2 separate regions of the Mus musculus genome follow, and region 2 is linked to region 1. The links are chromatin contacts, called in public HiChIP or PLAC-seq maps. All regions are on one chromosome and are shown on one strand. The core of a region is the stretch at or near the end of the contact, and the rest is flanking DNA. Distances in the headings are between cores, read along the strand shown. Region 1 has its middle 66 kb from the start of Gm25138. Region 2 has its middle 97 kb from the start of Zfp330.

Region 1 (6,705 bases), core at 3,596-6,095:
CTAGAGTCAGTATTTTTTTTAGTATGTTATATTAGGAATTTGATTAATACGTTTGCAGCTTAAAGTCATCTCACTCCAAAAAATTTGTGAGAATCAGACTCCTACAGTTAAAGCTCTTGAGAATTCCAAAGCTAAATCAAGACAGGGTCATCTTCCTGGAGCACCTCTGAGGCAAGAAAAACAAACATTTCAGAGACCAAACCATAAATCTGCAGTGTTTACATCTAATCCACGCACTAGAGTTGTGCCCTGAAACCTGATTCCACCTTGACCCTCAGCTGAGCTATTGCTGGACTTGAGCATTTAATAAATCACCCTCGTATTAGTCACAGCACAAAGCTCACACCCTCTCGTCCGTTTTTAGAATCCGTTTACAAGCCCTTGACCTTTATCTAATTCTGCCATGTCCCCCTCCCCCAGTCTCTTTAAATGCCACTTTAGCTAGTTACATTATAAGTTGTCTTGGAGTTAAGGAACACAATTATCTCCATGCCAAAGGAGTTTTGGGAGAACACAATTCTCACAGCATAACATTTCTCAAACAAGATCCTGTTCATCCACCATGGTAATGACTTTGTCTTTCAAATATGGTTATAGGTAAAAATAAAAAGATGACATCTCAAAGCACAGCCAGGTTATTTAGACAGGGCAATTCCACGATGGTCAGAGATTCTCACATAGCATTTTCAAATGTATGGTCTTGCCAGCTCCACATGAGTGACATATGAAAGAGGAGAGTAGAATAGGAGACTGAAGACCATTAGTGCCTGGTCCAGGCAAGGACATGATCAGACATAGAATGGTCTGGTTGAGCTGTACAAAGAAGGGGTTCTTTAAATAAATATTTAAAGCAGATAAAAGTGTCAGCCAAGCAAAACCTAAACAAGTCTCCGATGAAGCACTAGCTTGACCTTTAACCTGCATCCACTTTCTCTAATCCCTCTGCTCTCTGAAGTCTGTCTTGAGCAGGCTGCCACAATGCCATAGGTTAGCAGGCTCCTGGCGGAAGACTTAACACAGCATCCCCAGTAGGAGTCAACTCTAAGACCCGCAGGTGGATTGCCAGTCTTAACTTAGCTCTCTCCTTCCTTGTCTCACTTTAACTTATTCCTACAGCTTCTCCTTCACCCCCGCTAGTAAAAGATTTATTAAAACCTCAAGCCCAGAAATAGCTCAGCTCCGTTTCAAAGTGGAGTCAAGCTCCAGGGCACAAGCCTAGGACTTGGATTAGATGGTAACACCGGAGATTTATGCTTCATTCTTTGAAGTGTTTGTTTTCCTTGACAGAATGCATGTACCCACATCCTCCAATCTTTTCTGGAGCTTTTAAAAATGTATTATTTTCAAGTATGTCAAGTCTGAGTCTCATGGAGAGAAGCCCAGGCTACTTTACTTAAAGGAGCCCCCTTATGGAGGCTTAGTAGGAGAGCCCTTGCTCAGCATCCACAAAGGCCTTTGATTCAGTCTCCAGTGCTTCACACTCAAAACACACACTCAGGAACAAAGACACAGAAACACACACACACACACACATACACACGCACGCATGCACAGGCACACACACATGCACAAAGACACAAACACACAAAACACACCCAGAGTCATAGACACACACTCAGAGACACACACACTTAGAGACACAGACACACACACAGACACACAGACACACACAGACACACACACAGACACACAGACACACACACACACACACAGACACACAGACACACACACACACACACACACATACAGGAGGAAAGTTGTGCTATTTTAGTGGGTGATTGGGAGAAATAATTCCTCAATTCCTCATAAATGATTCAGAGCATGAGGAGGAAGAAAGAAATGCAAGTTTAGGCCACCCTAGTGTGTGCTGGACTCACACATTGATTAAATACTATTTCCAGTATAGGCCATTGTTGTGGTAAAACATGAATTAAGAGCACCACTTTCTTGAATTTATAGAATAGTCACCTCCATTTTAAATTCTACCAGCTTGCTTTGCCCAGATTTAAGGTTTATTTTTGAAATTGATTTGGATCATGCATTACTTGGATACTATTTGTTTTCCAGATGATATTTTTACATTTTGTTTAGAGATGAGATGTCTGTGCAGGTGGCCTGCCAAAGGTGAGAGCTAGGGAGTGTATTGTTGAATGTCAGACAGACCTTTTTGTTCTTTAACAAAATGAAAGATGTGCACTTAATAACCAAGTCCTCTACATTAAACTAATAGCGGATCTGTTGTATGGGCAATGCTACACAGAGAAGCACTTTAACTTTGCTAAACTGTGATGGTTTGTATGTTCTTGGACCAGGGAGTAGCACCATTTGGAGGCATGGCCTTGTTGGAATAGGTGTGATCTGGTTGGAGTAGGTGTGTCACTGTGGGTGTGGGCTTAAGATCCTCACCCTAGTTGCCTGGAAGTCAGTCTTCTACTAGCAGCCTTTGGCTGAAAACTTAGAACTCTCAGCTCCAATGGGCCTCTGTTTCCAGTGATGGCCGACTAGGCCATCTTTTGATACATATGCAGCTAGAGTCAAGAGCTCCGGGGTACTGGTTAGTTCATAATGTTGTTTCACCTATAGGGTTGCAGATCCCTTTAGCTCCTTGGCTACTTTCTCTAGCTCCTCCATTGGGAGCCCTGTGATCCATCCATTAGCTGACTGTGAGCATCCACTTCTGTGTTTGCTAGGCCCCGGCATAGTCTCACAAGAGACAGCTACATCTGGGTCCTTTCGATAAAATCTTGCTAGTGTATGCGATGGTGTCAGCATTTGGATGCTGTTTATGGGGTGGATCCCTGGATATGGCAGTCTCTACATGGTCCATCCTTTCATCTCAGCTCCAAACTTTGTCTCTGTAACTCCTTCCATGGGTGTTTTGTTCCCAAATCTAAGGATGGGCATAGTGTCCACACTTCAGTCTTCATTTTTCTTGAGTTTCATGTGTTTAGGAAATTGTATCTTATATCTTGGGTATCCTAGGTTTTGGGCTAATATCCACTTATCAGTGAGTACATATTGTGTGAGTTCCTTTGTGAATGTGTTACGTCACTCAGGATGATGCCCTCCAGGTCCATCCATTTGGTTAGGAATTTCATAAATTCATTCTTTTTAATAGCTGAGTAGTACTCCATTGTGTAGATGTACCACATTTTCTGTATCCATCCCTCTGTTGAGGGGCATCTGGGTTCTTTCCAGCTTCTGGCTATTATAAATAAGGCTGTTATGAACATAGTGGAGCATGTGTCCTTCTTACCAGTTGGCATTGGACACGCAAACTTTATATGCCCCAGTATAGGGGAACGCCAGGGCCTAAAAGGGGGAGTGGGTGGGTAGGGGAGTGGGGGTGGGTGGGTATGGGGGACTTTTGGTATAGCATTGGAAATGTAAATGAGCTAAATACCTAATAAAAAATGAAAAAAAAAAGAACTCTCAGCTCCTCCTGCACCATGCTTGTCTGGACACTGCGATGCTCCCACCTTGATGATAATGGACTGAACCTCTGAACCTGTAAGCCAGCCCCAGTTAAATGTTGTTTTTTATAAGACTTGCCTTGGTCATGGTGTCTGTTCACAGCAGTAAAACCCTAACTAATACAGAATTCTTGGTTTTGTCTTCTAAAATGAGGACATTTTCCTCCAGCTTTTGCAGAGGCTGACTCAGACCTGTGCTAGTCTTTATGTGGGAACTAGAGAAAAAAACTTTAGGAGTGGGTCAGAGTGAGACAAGAAGGAGGGGACAGCTCAGCTCACTAGAGCAAATCACATGTGTTTTAGAACGGCATCTCACGGGACAATTTGTAAGACGTCCCATGGCTTCAGCATCTCTTGAAAACTTTAAGTTACAGGGGAGGAAACACACCTGCTGGTGACTGAAACCTGCAGGATGCACACTTAGATGGAGAGGGAAGGAAACGGGATGGAATGGGGACAGCCCTCACAGGGTTACCGTTCGGGCTGAATGAGGTTCTGGGTATCTAGATATCCAGATATCTGATATGTACAACTTCAGAACTTGGGGCTGGGGTCATGCTGAGTCATCATGCTTCATACATGAAAGATGCTGAGCAATCTTGGCCCTGAAAAACAAAACCAACACTGCTCTGGCTCAAGGTGTTTAGCTCTTGGTGGAGGACTACAAATGAAGCTTCATATACTTGTTTTATTAAATATCTGATAGTCACTCAAATAGGCTCTCTAAACCTAACTTAAATATATTTTTGCAATGGAGTAAATGAATAGTTGTTTAAAACAAAACCTTTAGGGACTAAACAATAAAATCTTTTTGTGACTATAATCTACTTCAGCTGGAATTTCAAGGAGATGATATAGTCAGAATATTGCTACTTCCCCCTTGGGTACTTTCAACAGCCTGGCTGTTTAAGGAAACAAAAGAAATTCTATGCTTCTGCCACTGTCGTAGCAAAGTCAATATAACAGCCAAAAGTGTAAGCTGGATTCTACTCTGTCTCATTCTGGCATGCTGTTATTTGAGATAGTTGATGATATATGAGAGTCCAGAATATTGCTGGATTCCTGAGTTACAGTTCAGTTTATGGGAAATTGTAGCTTGATTTGTAAGGAAAGGTAACATAACAGGAAAGATATTGATAGGAAAGACATATCAGCAAGATGTTGCTTTAACTGTCTTTCTTGGGCTATCAGGAGTTTTTAAAGGCATCACTTGATCTCCTCCTGCTTGACAAGACTCTAAAAACAAAGAATAGTCAGGCTTCTTCAGTCCATTGAGAAGACATTGAATTGCTTGAAAGTTAAGCTCTTTGGGCCCTGTGGCTTCACGACACACCTGACGCTTATTATTGACATTATGAGTGTTCTGGGTAAAGAGCTCACAGGCCACAGGAATGGGGAGTGCTTGTCTGGTTCACTCACAGGGTAAGCCAAGGTTCCAAAGGAGCTGAAGTTCCAAAAAGCTTCTGTGGCCTCTGTGTGTCTCAGTGGCAGTGTGTGGCAATCCTACATGAGACCTTGAATTCCAACTCCAGCACCACCCTCCCCCAAACAAAACAAAACAGAACAAAACAAAACAAAACAAAACCAGGCCTCCTTTGTCTCCACATATCATCTGATCTAAACAGTAACAGTGATTTTACTGTTACCAGCTGTCTGCCTCATATTGCTCCCCACCCAAGGTCTTCTAATGCAATTTGCAGGGATAGAATTGAATTTCTCTAAGTCACCTGGCAGACTTCAATTAAAAAAAATTATTTTTTTGTAGTTATGTGTCTCCAGTAAGGGTCTCACACATGAAAGAAAAACATTTTACCACTGAGTCTAGTAAGATTTCACTTGTCTCCAACATTTCTTGCCTTCAAATTAGTGTGTGTTTGTGTGTGTGTATGAGTGTGTGTCCACATATCACCTTCCATCACTTTTCTTTTCTTTTCTTTTCTTTTCTTTTCTTTTCTTTTCTTTTCTCTTCTCTTCTCTTCTCTTCTCTTCTCTTCTCTTTTCCTTTTCTTTTCTTTTCTTTTCTTTTCTTTTCTTTTCTTTTCTTTTCTTTTCTTTTCTTTTCTTTTCTTTTCTTTTCTTTTTTCTTGTCTCCCATTGGCCAGGAACTGTCCACGTAGGCTCAGCTGACTGCTTAATGAGTTCCTTAGAATTGCCTGTCTCTGCTGACCCAGCTGTGAGGTCACAAGTGCATACTACCATGTACCAACATCAAACAGAAAAACTGGCTAGTATTAAGTATCTAGTGCTGTAGTTTCCTGTTCACATTTTGAGAAACAAAATATAATAGAATATAGAAAATTAATCTCCTTTTTTTCCTGTGGTTTTTCTTTTCTTTTTCTCGAGGACTACAATACTGGAGCTGAGAAGTTGTTGGTCTACCTGCGTGGTCAAATGCATATTATATCCTAAAAACAACCTCAGCATAAAATTCACTAGTTACTGAATAAAAATATTCTGGAAGATATTTGTAGATTTGACAGACATTCTATTTAGCTCCAGCTGTCTTGCTGGGATTGAGGCATGTAGAAGGTTCCAGAAAGGACTTAGAGAATCTTCTGAGCTTAGCATGGGATGAAGTGATTTATCAACCAAGGTGCGGTGTGTAAAATTTGATGGTTATATGGGGGGAATACATCCTGATAATATACCATTAAAAGGATATTCAGAATAAGTTGTTTACCTTAAAGGGGACAAAAGATAAAACTCAGTGCATAGGTTATTTTTTTTAATGAAAATAACCATCATTAAAATTAGATTTTAATTTCAGATTCAAACAAATTTCAGAAAAATCACTTGAAAACTCCATAGCCTATTCTGCTATACAGTGTAAACTCTTCCTCATCTATACTTAATGCAAGGGGTTGGGCCAAGAAATGTTGGCTAGAGATAACCAGGTGCTAGAGATAAGAGGAGCATCAAAAACCAAGTGAGTTTTTTTTTATTAGGTATTTTCCTCATTTACATTTTCAATGCTATCCCAAAGGTCCCCCATACCCACCCCCCCAATCCCCTACCCACCCACTCCCCCTTTTTGGCCCTGGCGTTCCCCTGTACTGGGGCATATAAAGTTTGCAAGTCCAATGGGCCTCTCTTTGCAGTGATGGCCGACTAGGCCATCTTTTGATACATATGCAGCTAAAGACAAGAGCTCCCGGGTACTGGTTAGTTCATATTGTTGTTCCACCTATAGGGTTGAAGTTCCCTATAGCTCCTTGGGTAATTTCTCTAGCTC
Region 2 (6,587 bases), core at 753-3,252, 200 kb before region 1:
CTTCAGGAAAATACACATAATACCTGTAGGAAATTTCAAGTTTCTTGACTCTTACGAATGAGAAACTAGATCACAAGATGAGGGGTCTCTTCCTATATCATAGTCCACTAGCTCCCACTGTCTGTGTATACTGTCTCAGTTATATACCACTCTCAAGTGAAAAATAATAATATAACAAGCCTTTTTGGGTACCAGAATTTAAAGTTCATATAATTTTCATACCCGACAATGCCTTCTTCATTTGATTTCTTTATCTTTTCTTCCTTTTTTATTTTTCATACTAGGGCTGAATCTTGGGCTGCATGTATGCTAACTGTATCTCCCACTAAATGAGCTATACTCTAAACACCGGAGAGGTTTTAAAAATCATTTAAAAATTTAAAAATGATCTTTAGCTCATGGGACAATGCGGGCAAATGGTAGCTACCAACTCTTTGTAGACCTTTGTTGCAACCCTAGACCCAAACAATAGAAGACAACCTAAGGTTTCCCAGTTGTAAAAGGACACATTCTAGCACACAGAAGGCGTTTATGGTTTCAATTTTCCTTGACAATGTATATTTTCAGAAATATTGGAGTATGCCTACAACCTATCATGTTGAAAACTAGGTGTGTGTGTCACTCATGTGCTACACAGGAACCTGGCACCATTGGCATAAAGTAGTATTAGGTGCCCACTGGAATGCATAGCCTTGATGATCAGCAGATGTAGGTGGTTTGATTACATAGTCCAGTATTTCTCCCTGCAAGACACTTAATACGTAGGATAAATGTCTTGTTTAAATAGGTGAGTCTCTGGGTTGTTTGTATAGTTTAGGATGAGTAAAAGAGAATTCTCCAGAGGGAGTTACTGGGCTGCCTGCCAGTGTGGTTATATTGATTCAAGCCAACCATATTTATAATATGTGCTGATGAATAATGTCACATCTGTTATGCTTAAGCTATTTCTTTAGTCCCCAGAGCCCCATAGCATGGCATACACTGAGAGCTTAGTAAGTAATTGGTGAATTTACATAAACATAAGCCACTGTCCCTTGACCAATCTTTTATTAAGAATTTATTGATTTTTTTCTCATGTGTTTATTCTATGTGTGGGTGTAGCACTGTGCACTGGTGGAGGTCAGAGGACAACTTACAGGAGCTAGTTCCTTCTTCCCGTCACTTATGTTCTAAGGATCAAACTCTGGCAAGTGCCTTTACCCAGTGAGCCCTCTCTCTAGCCCCTTATGCAGAACTTTGGAGTTGAGAGGAAAGGTTCAAACATTGAACAATGATGTTTGGGCATAGTGCTACAGGTCAGGCCCTGTATTATCTGCATTCTTCTTTCCTGGAAGACAGCCTTCTTCATTTGCAAGTGATAAATTACCCACTTACAAGCCTTACAAGAGCTGATGGAAAGCACCAAAGCCCAGAGTCTGAAGTTTGGTCAGCTCAATGAGTACTACTTGAATCTAACCTTTAGATTAGAAGGGCACCATATTGAGATTGGTAGGGACCTGTTAACTGTAAGACTGTTGGTACATTTTGGTATGGTCTAGAGACAATTCTTCAGTGGTATCTGGGTTGGATTCTTGTCTGTGTGGATTTTCTTTTCATTTGTGTTCTAGCCTGTTTGGTTCTTTATACCTCTCTTACAGGTCAATAGGCAAAAGCATTTTGTTCTTTTATAATGCTGGAGCAAACCTGTATTTGATCATAAAACTAGAACATGTTCAACTTACTTGATTGTCAATAAAAGTCAAATGAAAGATCCATCTTCACTAAATCTGCTTATTCTTAGCAAATTGCACAAATCTTTTGTGATATAACATGTTCAGGCTTTGATAAGACACTTTACTATGTAATATGCATTTATTCAATTATGTGGGTGATTCTTTGTCTCTGTGAGGCTGAATCATTCCATAATGCACTGCAGCTTGCACTGAGCTTGGAGAGCAGCCATCTCTGCTATTATTAAACTCCATTTGCTTGCGTTCAGACAAGTGTGTGTATTGTGCAGCCCCACCCCTTCCTGGTGTCCTTGAGGTGAGCATGTTTCTTCTGCTATGCTTCTTTTCCCACCCACAGGAATCCCCGTGACCATCTGAGACTATGAGTCAAAATACATTCTTAGTTCTTTAGTTTGTTTTTCTCTAAGTTGGATGTTCTTGGGGCCCCGCAAGACTTCTTGGGAAGGCAGGGAGAACCATGGGCCAGATGATGGTTGTCAAGAGGCAGCACACAGCTCACCTCTGTTGCTTATACCCCAGGTGGGCCAGACTGGCAGGGGATTGATGGGGAGGAAAGTCTACACTGGATGTTCCTGAAAGTCTACACAGGCCTCCTGGGAAAAGCATCAAGAGCCATGGGCCGGAAGATGAAGGTCAAGGGATTGTAACTTTAATTTTTTCAAACTTTATTTTTAATGATGGTTCTTTATTTTTATTAGGTATTTTCCTCGTTTACATTTTCAATGCTATCCCAAAGGTCCCCCATCCCCACCCCCCCATCCCCTACCCACCCACTCCCCCTTTTTGGCCCTGGCGTTCCCCTGTACTGGGGCATATAAAGTTTGCAAGTCCAATGGGCCTCTTTTGCAGTGATGGCTGACTAGGCCATCTTTTGATACATATGCAGCTAGAGACAAGAGCTCCAGGGTACTGGTTAGTTCATATTGTTGTTCCACCTATAGGGTTGCAGTTCCCTTTAGCTCCTTGGGTAATTTCTCTAGCTCCTCCATTGGGGGCCGTGTGACCTGTCCAATAGCTGACTGTGATCATCCACTTCTGTGTTTGCTAGGCCCCGGCATAGTCTCACAAGAGAGAGCTATATCTGGGTCCTTTCAGCAAAATCTTGCTAGTGTATGCAATGGTGTCAGCATTTGGAAGCTGATTATGGGATGGATCCCTGGATATGGCAATCACTAGATGGTTCATCCTTTTGTCACAGCTCCAAATTTTGTCTCTGTAACTCTTTCCATGGGTGTTTTGTTCCCATTTCTAAGAAAGGGCAAAGTGTCCACACTTTGGTTTTCATTCATCTTGAATTTCATGCGTTTGGCAAGTTGTATCTTATATCTTGGGTATCCTAAGTTTTTGGACTAATATCCACTTATCAGTGAGTACATATTGTGCGGGTTCCTTTGTGATTGGGTTACCTCACTCAGGATGATACCCTCCAGGTCCATCCATTTGCCTAAGAATTTCATAAATTCATTTTTTTAATAGCTGAGTAGTATTCCATTGTGTAAATGTACCACATTTTCTGTATCCATTCCTCTGTTGAGGGGCATCTGGGTTCTTTTCAGCTTCTGGCTATTATAAACAAGGCTGCTATGAACATAGTGGAGCATGTGTTCTTCTTACCGGTTGGGACATCTTCTGGATGCCCAGGAGAGGTATTGCGGGATCCTCTGGTAGTACTATGTCCAATTTTCTGAGGAACCACCAGACTGATTTCCAGAGTGGTTGTACAAGCTTGCAATCCCACCAACAATGGAGGAGTGTTCCCCTTTCTCCTCATCCTCGCCAGCATCTGCTGTCACCTGAGTTTTTGATCTTAGCCATTCTGACTGGTGTGAGGTGGAATCTCAGGGTTGTTTTGATTTGCATTTCCCTGATGATTAAGGATGTTGAACATTTTTTCAGGTGCTTCTCTGCCATTCAGTATTCCTCAGGTGAGAATTCTTTGTTCAGCTCTGAGCCCCATTTTTAATGGGGTTATTTGATTTTCTGGAGTCCACCTTCTTGAGTTCTTTATATATATTGGGTATTAGTCCCTTATCTGATTTGGGATAGGTAAAGATCCTTTCCCAATCTGTTGGTGGCCTTTTTGTCTTATTGACGGTGTCTTTTGCTTTGCAGAAGCTTTGCAATTTTATGAGGTCCCATTTATCGATTCTTGATCTTACAGCACAAGCCATTGCTGTTCTATTCAGGAATTTTCCCCCTGTACCCATATCTTTGAGGCTTTTCCCTACTTTCTCCTCTATAAGTTTCAGTGTCTCTGGTTTTATGTGGAGTTCCTTAATCCACTTAGATTTGACCTTAGTACAAGGAGATAGAAATGGATCAATTCGCATTCATCTACATGATAACCGCCAGTTGTGCCAGCACCATTTGTTGAAAATGCTGTCCTTTTTCCACTGGATGGTTTTAGCTCCCTTGTCAAAGATCAAGTGACCATAGGTGTGTGGATTCATCTCTGGGTCTTCAATTCTGTTCCATTGGTCTACTTGTCTGTCACTATGATGGTTCTGAAATGCTTTAACCTCCCTTGTAGCCTACCACCCATCAGAGATAGTGGAAACAAAACGATACGGGGGAATTGGAGCTGCTTAGAAAGGTTCTTTGGAGTAATTCTCATCTGTGTTGTCTGGAAATCAGCAGTTCAGTTCATAGGTTAGCAGGAAGTGGCAGCTTGATCCACCTGAAAATAACTCATGGATACACTAGCAGTCCAGTTCAGTAGAGTTGGGATAGTGAACACCAATCAGCAGCAGTGACGTGACCTAGTAGAGACAGACAGGCCTCAACCTCAGCATGAATCAATGGGAGGAACCAGGGCCAATAAGAACACCAAGAGTTCTCAGCTGTGTCTCTCTCAGGGAAGTGAAGATCAGCGAAGACTCAAGACCAAGAAGCAATGAACAACTAGCTGTACCAGCAGGCCAACCACTCTCTCCATCACTCTGTGGAGTGCTATTTACACCCTTCAAATATCACGTGTTGTCCATGTGCCTTGACTCAACACATGTCTTGCCTCAGCACATGCATCCAATCAGCCAAAGTCCATGGAAATGGTAAGAAACTTCAGGACACCACTAGAAGTGTTTTGGTCCATTTCTCTCTATGGAGTCCTGATAAATGCAGCTCAACTATGCAATGTAAGGCACATGTGTGTTGTTAGCAAAGAATCCTTTTATCATGTGTCCTTCCATGTGCTTGCTTTAGCAGAACATCCTCTCTCCTGTGTCTGCTTCAGCAAAACGTTCCTTCATGTGTCTGCCTTAGCCTTTCACCTGTGTCCTCTTTAATAGAATATTCCTTCACAGTCTTTCAGCAAAACACCATTGAACTGACTTTCCAAAGAACCCTTAAGCTTCCACTTCAAGGGGATACTGTACAGCTCACCTTGCTGGCTGTGCCCCAGGTGGAACAGAGGTATTCTGTCATAATGATGCAAAATCCAACACACTAAGTTCTGAATACAGTGCCAGAGGGTTACTCTATAATGTTCTAGAAGGTCACTGGAAACTTATGAGAGCATCAGTAGCATTTTTTTGAGAGAATTATTTATATGTGTACTTGACACACTACAATGGAAACAGGCTAGGAAACCAGTTTCTCCTCTCACTCAGACACCAGTGATAACAATTCCTCCTTACTCACATGGCCAAAGTGCTACTCTATAGCTGGTGAGAATTTCATAGGTTTTTTTTCTGCACATGATGTGTTTTCACTCTAGGGTCCATGTCATGAATAATGAGAATTTAGCAGTTTTGTTTCTTAATTTCAGCCTTTCTCTAGAGTCTGTTTTCACATTTTAGAGATCAATGATGTTTGAACTAGAAAATCTCTGATGTCCTAAGGATGAAGGGGTTTGAAGCACTCTGGGACTGTAGGATTAGAAGTAGAAAATGGATCTCACATTCTCACAGGTGAGTCATATCTTTTATGTATTGAGAGTGTCCTTGCTACAGAAGGTCTGGACTTTGCTGAATGACCTCTACCCTTTGCCATGAAGGGAGGAAGTGATGGCAAATGATGGGAAGCAGACTAGTCAGCTCAACAAGTGCCAGTCGAATCATCTGACCTTTACGAATTCTTCTATGGTATGGCATACCCTGACCTTCACCACACACGAGAGAGAGAGAGAGAGAGAGAGAGAGAGAGAGAGAGAGAGAGAGAGAGAGAGAGAGAGAAAGAGAGAGAAAGAGAGAGAAAGAGAGAGAAAGAGAGAGAGAGAGAGAGAGAGAGAGAGAGGAGTTCTATACAGAGACTGCACATGTACACAGAAGGGGCACCATTGTTGTTTTTTTGCATGGACCATGGTACAAATGTTTTCGTGCACTGTCCATATATTCAGGACCTTCCAACACACCCAAAGCCAATGTTAAGGAAATTGAGGGACACAATGAAGTACATCTCAAAGAAATCACACAACTCTAAAGATAACCAATTAATGTAGACAGATGGTGGGCACACTTCTGACTTTCTTGAGAACATCTAGAGGAGTTTTTTCTGTAGCATGTGAAGGCATCACTGGTGGCAGGAACTGGCCACCATCACTTAGAGTGTGTCTAATAAAGTCTGAGGTAGAGGAGCAGGGTCGCTGACATTTGATTTTGTCATTTTCTTATTAAGGTGTCAAGCATACCTTTTAAGAACGTTTTTTGTTGTTTGTTTGTTTGTTTGAGACAGGGTTTCTCTGTATAGCCCTGGCTGTCCTGGAACTCACTTTTTAGACCAGATTGGCCTCAAACTCAGAAATTCGCCTGCCTTTGCTTCCCAAGTGTTGGGATTAAAGGCATGCACCATCATGCCCGGCTAAGAGTGGGTTTTAAGGGCTTCAAAGGACACTTTATCAGCTTTCATCCCTGAGTTGCT

Evidence for each region. HiChIP or PLAC-seq counts read pairs in DNA pulled down with a chosen protein or histone mark.
Region 2: a contact with region 1 is called in a FOXA1 HiChIP or PLAC-seq map of pancreatic cancer cells. The contact joins two enhancer-like sites. A contact is called at or near these places in 3 of 484 Hi-C or Micro-C datasets (the AML12 cell line and uterus) and 1 of 115 datasets of contacts at active chromatin or transcription factors (pancreatic cancer cells).

What each region holds. Positions count from the first base shown.
Region 1 is chr8:82,471,646-82,478,350 of GRCm38.p6, reverse strand. No RefSeq gene overlaps it. Among named protein-coding and RNA genes, the nearest start is that of Gm25138, 66 kb to the right of the region's middle. Within about 2 kb of position 4,845, at least 14 of the 459 cell types and tissues checked have an H3K27ac peak or open chromatin away from gene starts, as enhancers often do. A contact at or near this core is called in pancreatic cancer cells, where this site is marked.
Region 2 is chr8:82,673,361-82,679,947 of GRCm38.p6, reverse strand. No RefSeq gene overlaps it. Among named protein-coding and RNA genes, the nearest start is that of Zfp330, 97 kb to the left of the region's middle. Within about 2 kb of position 2,002, at least 5 of the 459 cell types and tissues checked have an H3K27ac peak or open chromatin away from gene starts, as enhancers often do. A contact at or near this core is called in pancreatic cancer cells, where this site is marked.